7 separate regions of the Mus musculus genome follow, and regions 2, 3, 4, 5, 6 and 7 are each linked to region 1. A link is a contact called in public Hi-C, HiCAR-type, HiChIP or PLAC-seq and promoter capture Hi-C data. All regions are on one chromosome and are shown on one strand. The core of a region is the stretch at or near the end of the contact, and the rest is flanking DNA. Distances in the headings are between cores, read along the strand shown. Region 1 holds the start of Nectin3 (nectin cell adhesion molecule 3). Region 2 has its middle 240 kb from the start of Gm24651. Region 3 holds the start of Tagln3 (transgelin 3). Region 4 holds the start of Abhd10 (abhydrolase domain containing 10). Region 5 holds the start of Phldb2 (pleckstrin homology like domain, family B, member 2). Region 6 has its middle 450 kb from the start of Gm24651. Region 7 has its middle 490 kb from the start of Gm24651.

Region 1 (2,758 bases), core at 78-2,577:
TTAGTGGCCACAGGCTGCTCTCTGGGTGGCTGTTATTCTTATTGGAGCACATCTTTAGCTATCTGGTGGGGATGGTAGGACAACATAAAATTAATGGTGTCCGGCCTCCGGACGGTGTCCTCCGCTTCCACCGCCTCCGCAGATAGCCCAAACTGTTCATCCATCTCCTTCCCCCTACGGTAACTGGGGCTTCAAGGTCAAGTCACTCCGGCTGTGCGTGGCGGATAGAGGAGGAGGGAAGGGCAGACAAGCTTTGGGGGTTTGAGGGAGGGTTATGGTGAATCACAGATGCTCCTCTTAAGGGTAAATGTTTAATACTTCCCGAGGTCACTTTTCTGAGAATAACTCAAAGAGAGACACGCGAGAAAATAAAATTACAAGTGCGAACATGCGAACGATCAAAGAGAAAACAAGACCACACTCGAAGACCTCGCATGGGAGATCCATGGCCTCCTGTTGCCGGTCGCCCGGCGCAGAAAGTGGACAAACGGGCAGCCCAAGAGAAGCAAGAGCTAGAGAGCAAACCTTTCGGAGGGCCCCCTCCTGTCCTCCGGCAGCTCCGCTGACCCTTCCAACAAGCCTCCCTCCCGGTGTAAAAAGCAGGCTAAACGCCTGGGCCAACACCGGTCCCGGACAGAGGAGAACCGGGATGCTCCTGGGGAGGAGGGAGGAGTGGAGAATCTCCTTTCAGTCCCTACGCCTGGGTGAGGAGGGAGAAGGCTGGTCCAGCCCCGCGGTATCCAGCTTCCCAAATTAGGCAACCCCCCGCTCCGACCCGCGGAGAGCCGGTACCCTCATCTTGCCTTCCCCTCACCCCCCTGGTTATCCCTGGTCCCGCTAGGGGAACCTCGCCACTCTGGAGGAGAAAAAGGCAGGACTAGGAGTCCCGCAGCCCTCCGCCTCGGAGCGCCTCTGTGTGCCCCGGCGGCCCCAGCCCCGCGAGGGGCGGAGTGGGCGAGACCATCTCCAGCGCTGGCGAGGGGGGGAGACGAGGCGGGGCCAAGGGGCGGGGCCGCCTTGCCTGGTCCAGATTGCTTAGCCTCGGGAGAAGCCCGGTTTTCCAAGTGGATGAAGTTTTTTTTTTTTTTCTTTTGGAAGTGGGAGGAGCGTGTGGGGAGAGAGGGTGGGAGGAGACTCGGCGGGCGGCTCGGCCGGCGTCCAGGCAGCCCGGCGGCAGGGAGGGCGGGCTCGTCCCGGTAGTGAGGGTCGGCGGCTCCCCCTCCCGCAGGGCGGGGTGGTGCGTTCCGAGTTCCCAGGAGTTCGCGGCGGGCGGGGACCGCGGGGAGGGGAGTGGCGGCGGCGGGCGGCTCCCGCTTCAGCCTCGGCAGTGGCATCGGCGACGGCGGAGTCGAGGCAGCCGCGAGCGCTCGGCCGAGTGGCGGCGGGCGGCGACGGCGCAGGAGCCGGGGGTTGAGGACACGCGCGCTGGCCCTTCCGCGCCGCGGCCGCCGCCGCCGCCGCCACCCAGAGCCTGAGGCGCCGGGGCGCGGGCGAGCGGGTGGGCCGGGGCAAGGCGGGCATGGCGCGGACCCCGGGCCCGGCCCCGTTGTGTCCTGGAGGCGGCAAAGCACAACTTTCCTCGGCGTTTCCTCCCGCGGCCGGACTGCTGCTGCCGGCCCCGACGCCGCCGCCGCTGCTGCTGCTGCTTATTCCCCTGCTTCTCTTCTCCCGGCTCTGTGGTAGGTGAAGCGGGCGAGCGAGGGGTTGAGCAGGGCGGGCGCGGGCGGCGAGGCTAGCCGAGGCGGTTGTGCCGGGCGGTTGGCTGCGCGAGCGGCCGCCGCGGACTTTGCCTGGAAACTTTTCGCCGCGCCCCGGGCGAGGCCCGGGAAGGGCAGGGAGAGCGAACAGGGCGCCGACCGCTGGCTTCCCGCCCCCCGAGGCCGCGCGGGTCGTCGCGCTGGGCCCCCAGGGCTGGCGGTGGAGCTCGGTGCGCGGAGCCCCGCGTGCCCCGGGAACCGTTACTTCCGAGCTGATGCGCCGAAGCGGAGAGCGCGGACTTCTAGGCTGAGGTTAGGATGCCTGAGTGCATGTTGCCGCCTCCTCCTTTCTCTCCGATGAAACTTGAGCTGCAAGTCCGGAAACCCTGTGGACACTAGCCCAGCGCACTGTAGCCTTCGGGTCCACGCCTCCTGGCCTCCGGGAGAAGGCACCATCTTAAAAACCCACTCTGCGCCTGCATCCCCCTTCCAGCACGATTTGTGCCCTGGTAACCTTTGGATCTTTGGGTTGATCCCAGATGGTACCCTCACGCCGCCTTCCAGTTTTTGGACGTCCTTCACGCAGCCCCTGGTTATTTTAGAAGAAAACCTTGTTCTCGGGGACGCAAGATTTACCTTTTGAATACATATTGCACCTACTGTTCCCTGGCTGTTAAAACAAGTAGCCCCGGGTTTCTCCAGTGTGCCTCTTTTATTCCAGATTTAGGAGCTAATCTCTTTGTAAGTTCCGTTCCCGGAATCTGAGACTAGTTTTAGAGACCTACTTTTTTTTTTTAAGGAAGATGAAAATGAAATGATATATTTACTTTTCATGCTAGAGAAGTGGACGTGGTAATCAGTGGACAGCATTGATTTGGTGAAATAAAGCTACCAGTCAGTCTTAGGCTATTGAATGTCTGGGTAATATCAAAATGCCGCAAGGTGTTGTTCATTTAAGGATTGCTGACGGGAAAGATGGAGGAATACAACTTAGATTTAGATTTTTTTCAGACAATGGTTATCAGTGCATATGAAATCTTAAAAGCTGATGTACCCGTATT
Region 2 (2,758 bases), core at 160-2,659, 770 kb before region 1:
CCAGTATGGCTCTTCTATTGTGCCTTCTTACTAGTCCTAATAACTCAACACATTGTCCCCTACGGTTTATAGCTACTAAGCTAGTAAATGCCATTTATACATGCACCCAATGAAGAACATGATTAATTTTCAATATCATCATCATTTAAAACTAAACGATATTATCCCATGTGCGCACAGAAATGGGGGGGAACAGTAATATACTTCCTCTTTTGTAAGAATCACACCAGCAATCCTTATAACAGAGAGAGAGAGAGAGAGAGAGAGAGAGAGAGAGAGAGAGAGAGAGCGCTTCACAAGAGAAAAGCAAAGCCAATCTATCCAATTAAAGTTTTATATGACATGGAACTCAGAGAAGAGTCACAGAAAAATATTTTGGGGGACAGTTGTGTTGAAGTTTGTTTGCAGGGCAAAAATTGAGATCTAATGACAAAGAGGAAAGGTTAAGAAAGATCTCTTTAGTCATAATTTTCCTAACCTCCAAATATAATGTATTTCTCTGGGAAGATCTACCAATTTACTTTCTTATACATTTCTTTTCTTATTTATTTTGCTTCTTTTATTTGTTTAGATATTCCATTTTACAAGCATCTTGGATGAAAGGCAGGAGGTTAGAGAGTGACATCCAAGTTGGCACATTTGGGGAGTGTGTCCTAAGGCCTTTCATATCGATCTGATTTTAGGCTATATGTCAAGGTATCAAAGTCAAGCCTGCATGTTTCAGCCTCTTTGAAGTTCTCTCTCCTCTCTACCCTCTAACTCTTCTCAATAGAACTGAGCACTCCTACAAATAAACTGATTCTCTCTGCAGGCATTTTTAGTAGTCACTTTTGTGGTCAGAAGCAGTATGAGAGGGACTGTTATAATTTCTAACAGAATGACCCCATACCTGTCATGCTGATCCAAACTCTATGGAAGGAGTGTTTTCAGAAACTTGGAATATTCAGCACCTTGGGGACTAACTGAAGTGCTTGATCCAATGTGAGCTAGGGATAATTGAGGTTTGATGCTTGTCAGGTAACTTGATCCTTTACTTGTCAAATAATGTCAAAAAGGGTACATATGTGGAAAGGTGCCAGAAACTGTTATTGTTTCTAGTGCTACTGCTGTGCTATGAATATATAATCTACTTCCCACTCAAGAGCAGTGTAAGAATTAATGAGAACAAAATTCTTTTGTGAACTGGGTGCGACATCCTGAGCTTTGTCTGTACTAGAGAGATGGGCTGACACTAAATAACCCAAAGGCCCTGCAAACAGAGATCCCTGGGTATTAACACATGTAACGTAGTGCATCAATATTATGAGTGATTAAATGAACCATCACCTGAATGTAACAATAGCTAAAACAGGCAGAGCAGAAAATTGCACACAGCCTCTGAGCATGGGGCAGGGAAGAAGAGCACAGTGTAAGCCAGGCGGAGGTGGAACTAAATTAAGACTGTTTGGTTTGCAGGAGTTCCTGGCTCTCTTCCAGGGAAAGCTTCTCTTGCAATTAAAAATCAAGAGGTCATTAGCGCACTGCACTAACATTCAGTGCTATGTTGTTTATTAATCCATTTCGAAGACACATATAAGATGAAGAAGAACATCATCACATGTGGACAGTGGTCACCCAGCTAATAAACTCTGCTTTGTCTTCCCCTCACATTGAAAATCTCCAGCACCGAGGTGCTCTGTACTGAAGGAGACAGACAGTGAAGAACACATATATAGCAATAGACTGCTTCTGGTTGAGTTGCAATAGCTTTAATGGGGACTATTGTGTGACCCTAGGCTAATACCACACATTGTTCATCTGAGTATTCATTGGAAGAAAGGAAAGCGTGAGAACCAAACAGCTCACACTTTAATACTGAGCACTTCAGCCTGATCAGAAGCGGGTCCTAATGATCCCTAGTGGGGTAGGGGGAGAAATAATATTTTTGTTTATTGTTATAATAATAAAGCACTCCTGAAAGAATCATATCTCACCACATGTTCTTTCCGGCTCCCCGGTCACTCTGCTGCTCCTACAGACTCCTGTGATTTTAGTTCTCTTGGATTTGTATCCTTTAGGTGTCCCCTTCCTCTATGTCTGCTGTTGTATAGAGGCCTACTGTATGGTGGTTACTGCTGCAGCATCACTGAAAATAATTGGAATAGCACTGTTACAAAAACAAAATGTGTGGTTTAACAACCACCCTTTCTCAGTTTTCTGCCTGATTAATGACACAAACACCATGTTTATAATTTAGCGAATCCTTTACAAAAAAAAGAAAGAAAGAAAAAAGCAAAACAAAACAAACAAAAAAAACCCACAAGAAAAAATGGTAAAACTACAGTTTTGTTGCTGCTGTTGCTTGTAAGAAAGTAGCTTTTTAGAAAGAAACATGTATGGTCATTCCTTCAGTCTCTACTCCACACTTTGTCCTGTAACTCCTTCCATGGTTCCATCCCATATACAATCACCAAACCCAGACGCTATTGTGGATGCCAACAAGTGCCTGCTGACAGGACTCTGATATAGCTGTCTCCTCTGCCAGTGTCTGTCAAATACAGAGGTGGATGCTCACAGCCATCCACTGGACTGAGCACAGGGTCCCCAATGGAGGAGCTAGAGAAAGGACCCAAGGATCTGAAGGGGTTTGCAGCCCCATAGGAGGAACGTCAGTATGAACCAACCCGTATCCCCAGATCTCCCAGGGACTAAATCACCAACCAAAGAATACACATGGTGGGATTCATGACTCTAACTCCATATGTAGCTAGTTGGTCAT
Region 3 (2,758 bases), core at 134-2,633, 770 kb after region 1:
ATCAGTCAGATGAGTGAGTCTCTTGCCTTTTATCCAGTGATGATCTGGTGGTTTTCTTTCTCCTGAAAATATTCGAATTCCCTTGCATGGCAAATTAGTGTGAGGTTGGTAAGTGCCTAATAACTGGCTTTTTACTGCTGGCACTTGCCACCATCCTTGGGATATGGATTCTCATCAGGACCAGATTCAAACTTCCGCTGTGGCATCTCTGAAAGCAATGTGGCGAAGAAAGCCCAGGACCATACAATTATACAGTGTTTATCTTCTGTAGAGACTTGAATACAAATATCTTCAAGAATATAAATTATTGGGAAGTGTAACAAAAATAAAGAGCAATTCATTTTGGATACTTCATCTTTGTCACTTTTACTTATGTAACCCAGTAACTAAAGATGACAGAATTTACAAACTGACCCTTAAAATTACTGAAAACTCTAACCTCAAACCCTTGCAAAGCAGTGTTTTATTACCTGGAGCCAGTCTGACGTTCCAGTCTCAGTTTACTTGCTGATTCTAAGACTTTTTCACCTTTTAAAAAAATACTAATTTAAAATATTTATTTTATATTCATGAACGTTTTACTTGCATGAATATCTGTGCACTGAATGCAACCTACCAAAACTTTTAGGGTACGGAGAGACTTCTGTTTAATTAGAAAATTTGTCTTATATATTTTATTTTAAAGTAACATTTATAAGACTTATCCCTTGAATAGAGCCAAACCAAGCCCAGAGGTTTTCTACGGGTTGGAAGTTTCTGGATGGAACTGCCTTGACAGCTTAAGTAAACGGTTGCAGCTTCCAGTGTCACCCCCATCCCGACCCCATCCTGTCCTGTAACAACTGTCCCTTCAGTGCAAGGTTAAAGTGGTTTGGCTATTCCTGGCAGATGGGCACTTAGCAGAATGGACCCTCCCAGAGGCCCAAGTCCCCTCAGGCAGCTGTGTGGGGCCTCAGATACAATGCTGGGTTTCCCAGAGGAGAAGAAAGGATTGTGCGGCAGAGAAAGAAGCTCCCAGCGGGAGGCAGGCGGTCTGGCCTGTCTAGGAGAGGGCTGGTTTTGGGGCGCTCTTAGCAACAGCCCTGGTTTGACCCTCCTTAGCCGTGAGAAAATCAAATCCAGGGCGCCTTGCTTCCAATCTCCTGCACCATCCGCGGCGTAATGTTGAGACATCCTTTCTCCCGCCTGTTAATTACCTGCTCTGGGCATCTCTAGCAAAGTGCTGCTGAGAGCGGAAGCAAGCAACCATCGCCCACCACCCACCGTCTGTCTGGGGGCTTATGCTCACGAATGAGTCCCATGTACATCATCCGGTCTGCCTGACAGGCAGGACTGAGAAAGGGGGGTTCCAGCCCCCCGTGGGCTGGCCAGGGCTTTATTCTAGAGTCCAGAGCGGCGCGTGGCTGCGCTTTTCTTTCCCGTTTGTAGGTGAAACCCCATTGGCTTCATTGGCTCCTTGATTTTAAACCACGCCCGGCTTTCTGCCCGCTTTGCTGCTGCTGGGTTCGGCCTCCCTGCCACATCCCAGCCGGGTTCTCAGGAAACCCGGGGGCTCCTGTGGCTGCTATTGTGTGGATGCCGCGTGTGTCCTCTCTTCTCTTCCAGAGATGGCTAACAGGGGTCCGAGCTATGGCTTAAGCCGAGAGGTGCAGGAGAAGATTGAGCAGAAGTATGACGCGGATCTGGAGAACAAGCTGGTGGACTGGATCATCCTGCAGTGTGCTGAGGATATAGAGCACCCGCCCCCGGGCAGGGCCCATTTTCAGAAATGGTTGATGGACGGGACGGTAAGGCGGGCAAGGATATTGGTTGTTGGGGCGCTGGGCAGGGAAACCCTGCTAGGGCCTTTTCTTTCCATGTGAGGCCCGGGGAGATCCCCTGTTGCCAAGGTCTGGGTCTCACCGGGAGAGATGAGCATGCCTTTATTTCTCCAGGGCTGGCTGCAATTCTGAGGGCTCTCTGCACAATTTCCTAGCTAGTTTAGAGGATTCTCCACCTATATGAGACTCAAGCTTCCTTCTGAGCTGTAAGCAAAACTGGAGCCCTTTTGATGTTTCCATTCAGAGTAGGGCTAAGCGCTGCTGCTGTGTGATCTCCTTAGCCTTCTTGGGCTGTTCTTACCCCCAAGGGAACCAGCTGGTTACACGGTGAAACAAAGGAAGGGGGTCAGGCTAGCCAACTTGTCATCCTCCATGGAAGCTGTATCCCTTGGAGGTGCTCAGGATCTCTTGAGCAGATGAGTTCCCCTGAACAGGAAGGGAATCCTTATGTGATAAGTGCCTTTCTGTCCAGATACTGTGTGTTTGGGTTCCAGGAGGACAGCTGAGCTAAGTCAAAGAAGCCCATCTTTTCTGGCAAGCTGTGATTTACTGTTACATAACTGCTATCCCACCTATTTGTTGGGCATCGTAGGGCTTGGCTTCTAAGAGTCTCTGAGAAGACCCAATTCAGTTCTTTGACGCATCACAAACTTAGATAGGATGAGTTAGTGAAAACAGCAGATCCCAGAGAGCAGATCAGAATCCTCCCGGTTCCCCGTGAGCCTCCAATGCATCCTCCATTAAGAATGGGAGATCATGTCCTCATCATCCAGGATTTTCAAGGAGGGAACTAGGTTCTGGCTGCAAGATTGTGGTCAGCTATTGTCTGTGAATGGGCTCCCTGGGGGTCTTCTGTGGTGTGGGTGTGTGTCTGTGTGTGTGTGTGTGTGTGTGTGTGTGTGTGTGTGTGTGTAGATGCACCACTCACTTCTGACCTG
Region 4 (2,758 bases), core at 139-2,638, 750 kb after region 1:
CACAAAGTACAGAAATTTCAAGCAGAATAGACAAGATAAAGTCCTATACTTAGTGAGACTTGAGGCTGCCAAAATTATTTTGAAAGATGTCAGAATCCAGAGACCCTAGTATCACAATTAATTGAATTATTTTCTATTGCCATTGATTCACCCCCTTCCCTGCCATTCCCCCACCCCCTTGTTAAAAAACAACAACAACAACAACAACAACAACAACAACAAAACGGTGCTATTGAAGGTAACACAGAGCCTTATGAACTCCTGTTTGAAGGGACTCTAGCCACCTTGAGCATGGCAAACATGTCTCTGGAAGGCCTGGTCCTTCTCTCTCATTTCCTCTGCCTTGCTAGAAACTGTAGCCCCCAAGGTCTATTCCCTTATTTGGTCACTTCCTGCTAAACCTAGTCCAGAAATCAAAGTATTTAAGTCCAGCAATCAAAAGCCCCCTTGTGGCTGTCCTAACTAACCTGTCCAATTAAACACCTCATCCGTACATGGGGTTCACCCTTTAACCTTTATAAACAGCCATATTCCTATGAGCCATGTCTGTCTCCTGTCGATTCAGAGGCAGTCCTATGTGCCCCCTCCCCCAACAAAAAAACCCTTCCTCCTCTCTTCTTTCCTCCTTCTTCTCCCTCCTCCCCATTTCTAGTCTTTGTCTTTTGCTCTCTGCCCTTTGTGTCTCTGGGGCAAATCTCCTTTTTGTGCTGGGAATTTGGTCTTGGGATGTCTTGCGCCAATATTTAGAATAGTCATAAAGGGCATGATAGTTCAAAGCGTACTGAAAATTGTGTGTATTATAATAACATGGCCAGATTGCCTGACAAAAGACTTTAGATAGTTACCCATCAAGCAACCATATGTGAATGAGTGTTTTCAGTAATTTTGCCTGTGGCTGCTCCTTTGAATTTTCAGCAATCTGGTGAGTGGGAAAATGTTTGGGAGAGATCAAAGAATGTTGATGCGACTCCAATGATGTGACTTTAAGATTAAGGTCGCCTCTTGGAAACCTTTCCCCCATAGCTGAAATGGAGTCATAGGGAATGAATGGGTAAGGCAAGAAGCCTAGCAATTTTTGTCCCAGGTCTTTGGTTTCTCTGGATGATAACACGGTTTCCCATCTATGCACGCTCAATTTGACCCTGGCTCCTCTCCGACATTTCCGCAGCTTACTGCGAAAAATACCGGCCAAGGCCGCCCAATGTCACAAGCCAAATGCCCTTTGGGGGAGACAGAACAACCCAGTAGAGACAGCAGTACCCCAGACAGCACCTTTGCGCATGCGTCTCCGCGCCCGGGGGCGGGGGGGGGAGGAGGTGAACAAATCCCACGTGATGCTTGTAAGCAACCCCCACCCCCACCCCACCCCGCTCCCCGCGGACTGCGCGTGCGTGACCTCGGGACCGCGCGACCTGCGCGCGTCTGTAGCGGGCGCAGGGGCAGCTGGGAAGATGGCGGCCTGGGCCCCTTGTCGGAGGTGGGGCTGGGCGGCTGTGTCCTTCGGCCGGCACCCGGGCCTGAGCGCGTCACTAGCTCGGAAGCCCCCACGGGCATGGTGGCTCTCAGGTTAGTGTACGGAAGGTGGGGCACTGGGGCTCTTTGGAAGGCCCGGCGACCGTCCAGTGCCCGTCTGGAGCCGGCTTGGCGCGCCATTTAAAACTGCTCTGGCTGTCTCGGCACTGAACGCTGCTGGGCAAGGCTAGGGGAGTCTGCTTTTCTGCTGAGGCCCTGCGGCGTTCTTGGAAGTCCTTGTTAGCGGTTACACTGCGATTTAAGGAGTTCCTACGTCCTCTGAATCAAACGTCAAGAGCAGAAAGAAAAAAAATAAGATGTGCATTTAATGTGTTTGGTTATTAGCTGCTCCTAGAGCTTTTCATATGGATATATGTCAAGTGGTTAGCCTTGCCTGTCATGGACTTGAGGAAACAAAGTATGTATGTATATACATGTAAATGCTGTCTTTAGACCTAATATCTGATTGTTCTTGTTTAAAGAATTGGAGTTACTCTACAATGGAAGCTAAAATGTGGATCAGTAGTATTACATGCGTAGAATACATGATTTGTGTACATGTATAGTTATCCTTAAATAACATCCTTGGTGTCCTCTTCACATCTTGCCACACAGCTATTAGATAGCTACATAGTGCTTGGAATACTAATGCCATTATATAACAAGTTTAGTTTTTTCAAGTATGTAATCGGTTTAACTTAACACTGTACATACACACACACAAGTATGTCAGTTCGATAACAAGAGTAAAATATATTTTTAAATTTCTTTAACAGTATTCATTGACAATATATGCATCAGGCTTTCAGCTAATCTATATTATATAAAGATGATTTATAGATTGAAGGTTGGATCTGTTGTTTTATAGCTAACAAACATCACTTCAGAGTAACTGCCTGAAATGAAATTTATTTGTTGGGAGGTAATGTCTGAAAGGGGATAAAAGGATACTTTGAGTATATAATTAAAGAAATGGAAAATGAACATTAATATTGATACAATCTATTGACCAGTAAACTGATCCCCTGTAGCCTTGTTTTAAATCCAGTTTTAAACTTGGCACATTTTTCCAGAGACTAAAACCTTGAATCTGTTTGACACAAACAAGGGATAACTTTAAAGCATTTGATTCTTTGTGTGTGTTTGGGGTCGGGGGTATGGATTGTTGATGTTTGTGAGACAGGGTTTCACTACATAGCCTCTGTCTTTCCTACAACTCATTGTACAAAACAAGGTGACCTGGAAA
Region 5 (2,758 bases), core at 70-2,569, 650 kb after region 1:
AGGATCTGAGTTTGGCTGTCAAAACCCTTGTGGAGTGGCTCATGGCCATTTCTGCTTTCCCTTCCTACTTGGATTCACGTGCACACACATGCACCAAAGCACACGCAGGAATAAATAGTAAACATTATTTAATCTTAAAAGTCATACTTTTGCTCAATAAAACATTTTAAATATGCATTTTATTAGTGCGTGTTCTCACAGCTAAAGGCATTGTGTATAGATGAAGCATAGGTTTATTAACTACTGGAAGTACCTACACTAGTACCCCTGTTGCTATTGCTACAGCCTTGAAGACATCCTTGGTGGTAGCTAAAACAATTTGCTAGGGCCATATTGTTATTAAAGAGCTTGCCGGTCCTGGACCTTGCGAGTTCCTCCAAGGTTCTTGTCTTTCTTTGACTTAACCCCACTGGGGCAGAACTTTACAAACATCCACATTTGCATGCGTCAAGACAGACTAGCTGCTCAGGGAAGCAAGGCTGAAAGGCGTTCACGTTAATATTGCTTCCACTGGTTATGTTAAATGTGTTGGAAAATGCAGAACCCTTTATGAGACATCCCTCCAAGGCAATCAGTATCACGGAGTTTTAAATCTGCTTGATTCCAGCCCTGACCCCAGGCGGTTCCATTGCCATTTGGCACAGCTGCTTTTCTGACGCATCAGGTAAACCTGCCCTGGGGAGAGCAGTCTATGGTGAAGTCACCTGGAGTTTCACAGAGCAGAAACTTCGTCCTGGGGAGGAAATCGCACTCCAGGACGTGTTGTGTTCTCTCGTCCCATTTCCACCTTATTTAAAAAAAAAAAAGAAAAGAAAAGAAAAGAAAAGAAAAGAAAAGAAAGCCAACAACAAAGGTTTCTAGCACATAGCTGCGAACGTAGCTTTGAGAAAGTGGAGCCTAGAGATGTGACGAGTGGCCAGGCCACTCCAAACGCAGTAAAAGCAGCAGCAGCTTAGCTCCCTAAGAACCTAGGCTCCAGGACTTCCTAGCTGGGAACTCCAAGGATCCGCTGCGGTGCCTCGAAACTCGGGTCGGGACCAGGAGGGAGCTTCGAGGAGTCCACCACCGCGGGCCGAGGGGCTCTGCTGAGTGTGACACAGAGCACCCAGGGTGCCTGCCTTCTGTGGCCGCCTGCATTCGGCCACCTTATCGCCCCAGGTGAGTAGTGGGCTACAGAGGGCCTGGAGGAGCCGGCCCGCATTGCCTTTGCGCACCCTGGTGGCTCCTTGGGGACACAGCCTCCCCCTCAGCCGACTTGGTAGCCGCCCGTCTCTCTGCGGAGGTCGGGGGCGGAGAGGAGGCGGTGGCCGCCCCCACCGGGAGGGGCGCCCGGAGTGCGCGGTGTGCGGCGGCAGGGTCTGGCTGCAGCCTGCGGCAGCGGCGGGGACCGGACTAGGACACAGGGAGAGAGGGAGGGCGGAGGCAAGGGACAGGCCCAAGGGCAGCGGGACCCGAGGAGAGAGTTGCAGTTCCAGAGAAAGATGAGCTGGTGAGTGGGCGCCCTGAGCGCAGATTTTCTTTGCTTCCCTTGCAGGCTGTAGAGACAAAAGCCCGGGCAGGGGTCCGCAAAGCCTAAACCTTACAGTCCTAGAGTGCTCTGTCCTCCATTGTGCACGGCGATGCGGGGTGGAGGCATTGTGGGGAAGGGGTGTCCAGTAGGGGTGAGGTTTTCGTGAGTGATTGGGTCGAAAAGGCAGGATTTAATTAAGGGTCCCGAAGGCAACTTTTGCGGAAAGTCTGGATTGCTTAGACAGAGATCTGGATTCCGGGGATAAGAAGATCCACAGCTGGATCTTGAGGAGTACGGGACTCAGATAGGACCTTTCTGAAATCGGCTTCTAGTTGTACTTTGTTTCTAGAATGAGGCTGCACGGCGAGCCTCCGGACCGAGATTCTTTCCAGGAGCTCCTGACTGTGATTCAGTTATGGTTTCCCTATCATCCCACACTGAGGGCGTGATGGTCTCTTTCTCTGTGGTGATAGCAGCTGCAACTCTGGGTAGCATTTCGACCCTCTGCTTCAGCCGCTCAGAGAGCCTGCTGAACTCTGGCTTGGTGCGCTCAGTAACTTCACCCTTGCCAGCAGCACTGGAAGCGGGGAGGACTTAGCTAACTCCCGCCACCGGCAGGAAATTAAAAGGCTGACGGGCTGTCCCTTCCCGGATTGGGGTTTCCTGTTTAAAAGAGCTTTATAAGTCCAACCTCCTTCCAGAGGCTCCTCTTTTACCTTTCTCACTTCAAAGAGGGAAGATTCCCACAGTCTTTTATGTGGACTAGCCAAGACTGGAAATCCTTTCGTCCGGCCCAGCCCTCTTCCCTAGAAGTCTTCCTTTTGTGGTATCTCAAGTGTTCTAGGATACACAGCTAGTCTCCTAGCCAGTCAGAGCTGTGAGGGTAAGTCTAGTAGAGACATAAAATGTGGAGTCCGTTAGTGTAAATATTCACACGTTTCCCCCTCCAGTGTATGAACATGTAAATTACAGATGTAAATGTTCAACTCTGACGCTTGTAACAAAGCTTCTAACTTGGGCTTCACTTGTGTGTTTGAGATTATTTTTCCTCTGGGCTTCAAACGACTGAATTTAGATGGAAGGTTCCAAATATGGTTCACAGTTTCATAGGGTTAAACGTTTGCCCTCGGAGCACTTGAATTCTTAGTTCCTGGTAGGCTAGCAACACATTCATTGGGTCTGAGGTAAATAATCCTTTAGAGTGGTCTACTATTTTAACAGAACATGCTTGGTGCCATTTGAACCTTA
Region 6 (2,758 bases), core at 171-2,670, 560 kb before region 1:
GATGCTGGAGCTGTGGGGTAGGAGAGTGTTGGTGTGTTGGGGAGCACTCTCATACAGGCAAAGGGGAGGGGAGGGGCATATGTGGGATGGGAGGTTGTTGGAGGTGTAACAGCGAAGTGGGATATAATGGGATGGGGGATTGGTTGAAGGAGTAACCAGGAAGTGGGAAATCATATGAGATGTAAACAAATGGAATGATTAATTTAAAAAAGGAAAAATACCAATGGTAGAAAGATACTCTATGTCTGATCTGGTGCTAAGAGGCAAGAAGTATCAAACTAAACTAGAAAGTTAATGTGACACTCAGAAATCTCAGGTATGGTTACAGCAGTTTTGACCAAAAAAAAAAAAAAAAAAAAAGGAAAAAGGAAAAAGGAAAAAAAAAGGAAAAAGGATAGACGAGCAGAAGAAAGAAGTAAGTAGTCAATGGTGTTAATGATGAAAATCTAGAGGCTTATCAAATTCCAGGGAGAGAAACATTTCTCACAGAGGGAGTAACTAACAGTATAAAGTTGAGGATTCAGGTAATGGCACATTAGATCTGACAGCAAGTGAGGGAAACTTACTGCGATTATAGCGACTAGCTAGTAAGCCACATCAGCCTTGTATATGAAGTGATAATGCCTTCAATTTGGTCTGAAGATAAATCAATGAATGGAAATTACAAGGTACTCAGAACAAAGCAAGCAAGAGGTGAAATTTTGGCAGCTATGTCAAGGAAAAATGGCTTTTCTTTTTCTCAAATCTGGCTTCTGGGAAAATGTGAGACATGAAGAAATACACTGAGTGTTTGGAAAAAAGAGACAGTTGAGAGAACATAAACACTTCCAAGCTACTGTCAACGCCTGTGCCACTCTCTGACGTCATAGACATTTCCTCTTTCCCTTTTTGTTTTAATCTCTTTATAAAAAAATTGTTGAAAAATTGTAATGTTCACAAACACAACAATATGAGAGAAGTATTGATTTAGGACAAAATCTTGATCTCAAGTTTGGCATCATATATTGGTTAACTTATCCAATGCACAGTTAATGAAGGCTTAGAATGTAAAAATGATAGGCCCACATATGTTCTCAGTTAAATCTTTGCTAATGTGAATTATCTAGAGAGCTATAGCTGAGAGCTATTTCACACATGCTTTTAGCATGCAAAATGGATCTTTATGAAAAAGAACTGGTGACTGAGTATAGATGACTTCTGATAGGCTTGCAAAATATTTCCTGGAAACTATATTTTAGTTTAATTCACATCATCTTTTCGTATTTGCTAATAAGACATCTCTTTGGCTGGGAATCCTTTCTGGCTCATCCAAGCACAGATCACCTGCTGGGCCACTGCGGACCCTGAGTGAGCTTGTCATTCTGTTCTCCTCAGCGGAATATGACATGTAAGACATGAGCTCAGCAGGCTAAGTGGTGAAGCCAGCATAGGGGGCGTTAAAGAATTTATAGCTATGCAAGCTGGAGAAGCTTCACCTCCCGAGGAGCTCTGTGACGCGCCAAAGTAAATATGCTCCTTCCCTACATTAATAATATTTCAGTGATTCTTCTTACCCCCCCAACTATGTTATGAGAAGGTAGGTGTCAAACGAACTGGATTTTATATTAGCTACATTTTGAAAGCACATGCAGCACAGTTTATTTGATTCAAAAGGTGTTACCCATAGATGAGACAGATTACCAGATCATAAGAACAGATAAACATCAATGCTTTCAAGCCTCAAAAAAACAGGTATCAAAATGCCAACTGTAGCATCCGTGTTTACTTAAATAAAGTATTCTTTCACGTAAATATATCGCTGATTTTAGAGCTATGCAAAAAAGCCTGTGAAATTCCATTCTGCACAATGTCTCAGATGACATGACTCACATTGGAGACGTGAAAAATTCCTAGAATCCAATGAACAAAACAAAGCAGGAATACTCGGGCAAGGGTCCAAAAACAAAAAAAAGAGGTTTATCTTTTATAAAGTTCATAAATGAGTATTCTATCAATTTCTACTAATTTTAATGTAAAATCCTTTTCTTTTGTACATAGCAGTTCAATGAAGTGAATTTGAAAAGATTATAATGCACTTTTATGGAAATTTAAGTTTAATCACAATCTCAGTTTTTATGGCCAAACTGAGACATTACAAATCATGAAAAAAAAAAGAATGAATGGATTTTTCTCATGTTTATAGCTGGTGTTAAGAAAACAGTAGAGACAGACCTCAGTTCATTTTCCTATTCATATTAAATATTCATCTATAAGATACATATATATATACATACATACAGTGGCAAACTGAAGTTAATGATAAGTTAAAGGGAAAAAAGTTAACCAGTTAAAATTTTAATACCTGAAATTGGGAGTCAGCATATAACAAGCCAATAAAGACACAGACTCAGCACCCAAAAAATTCTACCATTTTCCTTTATTAAAATCAATATATTCAAAATCCTTGCTAAGCACTACAGACCATCATGGTTCTGATCACTTAGGATACTTTGATGAAAAGAGGAGACAAGAAGCTCTGGGTGGTCAGACTGTAACATGTTTCTAGGATGAGGAGTACAACATAATGTCCAAACGCAAGGCAATTAAATACACTATATAATTATAAGGAAGTTATAGGAATTATGGAAAGATTCAAATTAACGAAGAGGCATATGAGTCAGAAGTGAAGAATGGGGCTGGAGAGATGGCTCAGTGGTTAAGAGCACAGATTGCTCTTCCAAAGGTCCTGAGTTCAAATTCCAGTAACCACATGGTGGCT
Region 7 (2,758 bases), core at 177-2,676, 520 kb before region 1:
ATGGTGACGGAGCTGACGTGCAAGGCACTGGAAACATGAGTAAATGCATGGGATGATGCTGGAGTCTAAGTGTCACATGCCTTTGATCACCCCACAGGCCATTAAGGTCATTTCATATCATGAATAAAGCTCAGAAGAAAGCATATAAGAGAAAACATAACCAAATGAACCAAGGAACTTAGAAATGGTATATCTTGGCAGGGAGAAAGCAAGTCCAATTCTCTTTATTTAGAATTTTAAAATCAGGGGCAAAGTGGGAATCATTTTATAAGTTTTATATAGTAAATTTAGAAATTTTATTTCAATCTTAAATAAAAATGCCTAATATTGACTAGTAGTTGTTCACATGACCAGCAAATTATATGTAAAAACATGAAAATTATAATTTTTCTGATTATAATAACACACACATTGCAAATCAAATAATGGTTTTTGGACATTAATATTATCATGCCCTAGTTTTGATGAATCTTTATATTGCATGATATTCAAACATGGTCATATAGGTGGTTATATTTGATAGACAGTCTCGTAATCTATCATGTCTCTTGTTAGAGTGAGTGACATCCAACAATGCCAGTGAGACCCATGGCACCTTGAAGCACACATCCTATTGAACAGGACCACAGCACTTGCTAAGTTAGATGCACAGATGGCTTTACTAGGTTGTCTTTACTTGTATGCAAACTTGTTTATAATAAGTTTGTTACTATAATATAGTATTTAATTAGTTATCATAGAAAAGAACTAAAATAATGATAGAAACAAATATGGGGATTATAAGACTTAACTGAATCCGGGGATGGAGATTTAGCTCAGTGGTAGAGCACTTGCCTAGCAAGCACAAGGCCCTGGGTTCAGTACTCAGCTCTGGGAAAAAAAAAAAAGACAAAATAACAAGACTTAACTGATTTGCTAAGCAAAATTTAAATAACTGCTAGAGAATTAGGGGTGACTCAAATAATGAATAAGATTTAGGAAAGGGAGCCCATTTTTAAAATGATTTAGAAATTAAATCACTGCCCAATTCTCTTGAAAGACTTCTTTCACTTTAAATAATCACAAATGAGAAAAGAGGGAGGTGTGATAATGTGACTCACATAAAAAGGCAATTGTAAATTCAGTTACATAGTATACTTGTGCTAAAACAAAACTTTGTATAGTAACAAATATTTGTTCTTCAAAATGAAATGCATTTTCATCATTTTTATTACCTTCAATATTAATAGGCTATTTTGGTCAACAATCCAATAGATTATTTTTCTGTCTGCTTATATTGATTTTCTATTGGCACTTTGAATTACACAATTTTTCCCCATATCGTCAGTCAGGGTGGAAGTCTATGCTCGGGGTCTCACAGAGCTGAAATCCAGGAATCATGTGGGTTTGCCATCTGGGGCTCAGAGTCTCCTTCCGAGCTCACCAGTTGTTGGCAGGATCCATTTCCTAGCCATTTTAGGCTTGAGGGCCCATTTCCTGTTCACTGCTCTCTAGGGTCACTTTTGGTTCTTGGAGGCACCCCACAATTCTTTTCTCTGTGACCTTCAAAGGTTATTTGCTGTGTTGGCATTTGCTTTCTAGCAAATGAATCAGTCAGAGTCTTTCTGACTTTCTCTTCTAACCAGCTAGATGAAATGCTCTGCCTTTAAATAATTCATGTGATTAAATTGTGCCTGTCTGAGTAGCCTACATTTCTTTTGTCTCTTTAAAACAGCTTTATTGTATAATTGATATACAAAGAATTATGCATATTTTATATGCACAATTTGATGATTTTGAACTTCTGGGGAAAGCCCTATCTTGATTGTGGTACTGAATATCTCACTTTTCATAGGTATGCTCTAAATATTGCATAACCCACTCACTGCAGAGAAATTATTTTCACAGTACCTGGATATGCACAGAGCATTGGACCAATGCAGATATATGAATTCTGCCTACCATGTAACATAAAGAGCTATTTGATCTATGGGATATCTGTATGCCCCCAGTTGCACTACAGGAGTGAAACCCACATTCCCTGCTTTCACTCCTTTTTATCATCCCATCTTTCCTTCATGACAACATGAATGTCTTTAAGGCCATAGAGACTCAAGATAATAGCACAGTCAGGGTTAGCTCATTTCAAGGCAGAGAAGTTCAGATTTCTGTGAAAAAGAAAACACTGTGGGAGGAATTCTCTGTAGATATCAGTCAGACAGCCTCCTCATTTCTTTGTGACACCCACATCACTTTTCTTTGGGACAAGAATTTGTTAAAAAGGAAGAGAAGTCTATTTAGGGTATTATCAAATTGGGTTGGCTCTAAAAGATCAAAATCATGTTTCCTAAAATAATCACTTCTCTCCAAGAAAAAAATACTCTACAGTACAAATCTAGATAATAACAGTCATACTGTGGTATGGAATCATAGAATTGAAGAAACTGAGATGAACTTTGTGTTGAGAATAAAGCAGGGTTATAATCTGATATAATAGTAAGAGACTTTGTGGATGGCTACTGTCAGCGATATTAGATATAGATTCTTTCGTGTTGTATCCCTGTGTCTATCTGTGCTTTCCAGCTAGACAGAAGTCAGATGGCTTTCTCTTCCTTGTGAACCTTAGCATTGGGTAGGATATGAGCCTCTGCAGTCATTAACAGTCTTTATTTTCTCCTTTATCTTGAAAGAGAAACTAGTAAGAATGAAATGATAAAACTATGCTATAAAGGTATGTGTTGTGGATTTTCATCACATTTTATGAAGCAAATCCTTTCAC

Evidence for each region. Promoter capture Hi-C pulls out the DNA fragments that hold promoters and counts their contacts. A called contact is a pair of places that touch in the nucleus more often than the background predicts. HiCAR-type assays count read pairs that join an accessible place to other places. HiChIP or PLAC-seq counts read pairs in DNA pulled down with a chosen protein or histone mark.
Region 2: a promoter capture Hi-C map of hippocampal neurons shows a contact between it and region 1, with 7 times the contacts expected there. The contact joins the enhancer-like site here to the promoter of Nectin3 in region 1. A contact is called at or near these places in 8 of 39 promoter capture datasets (the 3T3-L1 cell line, 3T3-L1-derived adipocytes, frontonasal cranial neural crest and 3 more), 1 of 484 Hi-C or Micro-C datasets (ventricular fibroblasts), 5 of 115 datasets of contacts at active chromatin or transcription factors (embryonic basal ganglia, embryonic forebrain, forebrain and 2 more) and 1 of 9 other capture datasets (pancreatic islet).
Region 3: a contact with region 1 is called in a HiCAR-type map of astrocytes, with 2.1 times the contacts expected there. The contact joins the promoter of Tagln3 here to the promoter of Nectin3 in region 1. A contact is called at or near these places in 3 of 39 promoter capture datasets (the 3T3-L1 cell line and embryonic stem cells) and 1 of 115 datasets of contacts at active chromatin or transcription factors (astrocytes).
Region 4: an HNF4G HiChIP or PLAC-seq map of pancreatic cancer cells shows a contact between it and region 1. The contact joins the promoter of Abhd10 here to the promoter of Nectin3 in region 1. A contact is called at or near these places in 3 of 39 promoter capture datasets (the 3T3-L1 cell line, cranial neural crest and pre-B cells), 7 of 484 Hi-C or Micro-C datasets (LSK cells, brain, embryonic stem cells and 4 more) and 3 of 115 datasets of contacts at active chromatin or transcription factors (astrocytes, embryonic forebrain and pancreatic cancer cells).
Region 5: a contact with region 1 is called in an H3K4me3 HiChIP or PLAC-seq map of stem cell-derived neural progenitor cells, with 4 times the contacts expected there. The contact joins the promoter of Phldb2 here to the promoter of Nectin3 in region 1. A contact is called at or near these places in 1 of 484 Hi-C or Micro-C datasets (Sertoli cells) and 1 of 115 datasets of contacts at active chromatin or transcription factors (stem cell-derived neural progenitor cells).
Region 6: a contact with region 1 is called in a Hi-C map of cerebellar granule neurons, with 2.2 times the contacts expected there. The contact joins the enhancer-like site here to the promoter of Nectin3 in region 1. A contact is called at or near these places in 9 of 39 promoter capture datasets (the 3T3-L1 cell line, 3T3-L1-derived adipocytes, embryonic stem cells and 4 more), 7 of 484 Hi-C or Micro-C datasets (the AML12 cell line, cerebellar granule neurons, embryonic fibroblasts and 2 more) and 4 of 115 datasets of contacts at active chromatin or transcription factors (embryonic forebrain, embryonic stem cells, kidney and 1 more).
Region 7: a contact with region 1 is called in a Hi-C map of cerebellum, with 3 times the contacts expected there. The contact joins the enhancer-like site here to the promoter of Nectin3 in region 1. A contact is called at or near these places in 6 of 39 promoter capture datasets (the 3T3-L1 cell line, hippocampal neurons, liver and 1 more), 4 of 484 Hi-C or Micro-C datasets (cerebellar granule neurons, cerebellum, cerebral cortex and 1 more) and 4 of 115 datasets of contacts at active chromatin or transcription factors (embryonic hindbrain, forebrain, kidney and 1 more).

The regions. Positions count from the first base shown.
Region 1 is chr16:46,495,536-46,498,293 of GRCm38.p6, reverse strand. It overlaps Nectin3 (nectin cell adhesion molecule 3), which reads left to right and starts at 1,327. Exons shown (of 6, transcript NM_021495.4): 1 at 1,327-1,679. The coding sequence starts at 1,520.
Region 2 is chr16:47,265,917-47,268,674 of GRCm38.p6, reverse strand. No RefSeq gene overlaps it. Among named protein-coding and RNA genes, the nearest start is that of Gm24651, 240 kb to the left of the region's middle. Within about 2 kb of position 1,409, at least 10 of the 459 cell types and tissues checked have an H3K27ac peak or open chromatin away from gene starts, as enhancers often do. A contact at or near this core is called in embryonic forebrain and hippocampal neurons, where this site is marked.
Region 3 is chr16:45,723,156-45,725,913 of GRCm38.p6, reverse strand. It overlaps Tagln3 (transgelin 3), which reads left to right and starts at 1,383. Exons shown (of 4, transcript NM_019754.3): 1 at 1,383-1,787. The coding sequence starts at 1,608.
Region 4 is chr16:45,741,585-45,744,342 of GRCm38.p6, reverse strand. It overlaps Abhd10 (abhydrolase domain containing 10), which reads left to right and starts at 1,388. Exons shown (of 5, transcript NM_172511.4): 1 at 1,388-1,566. The coding sequence starts at 1,452.
Region 5 is chr16:45,842,939-45,845,696 of GRCm38.p6, reverse strand. Phldb2 (pleckstrin homology like domain, family B, member 2) reads left to right here and starts at 1,319. Exons shown (of 18, transcript NM_153412.4): 1 at 1,319-1,489.
Region 6 is chr16:47,058,128-47,060,885 of GRCm38.p6, reverse strand. No RefSeq gene overlaps it. Among named protein-coding and RNA genes, the nearest start is that of Gm24651, 450 kb to the left of the region's middle. Within about 2 kb of position 1,420, at least 2 of the 459 cell types and tissues checked have an H3K27ac peak or open chromatin away from gene starts, as enhancers often do. A contact at or near this core is called in cerebellar granule neurons, where this site is marked.
Region 7 is chr16:47,016,344-47,019,101 of GRCm38.p6, reverse strand. No RefSeq gene overlaps it. Among named protein-coding and RNA genes, the nearest start is that of Gm24651, 490 kb to the left of the region's middle. Within about 2 kb of position 1,426, at least 3 of the 459 cell types and tissues checked have an H3K27ac peak or open chromatin away from gene starts, as enhancers often do. A contact at or near this core is called in cerebellar granule neurons and cerebellum, where this site is marked.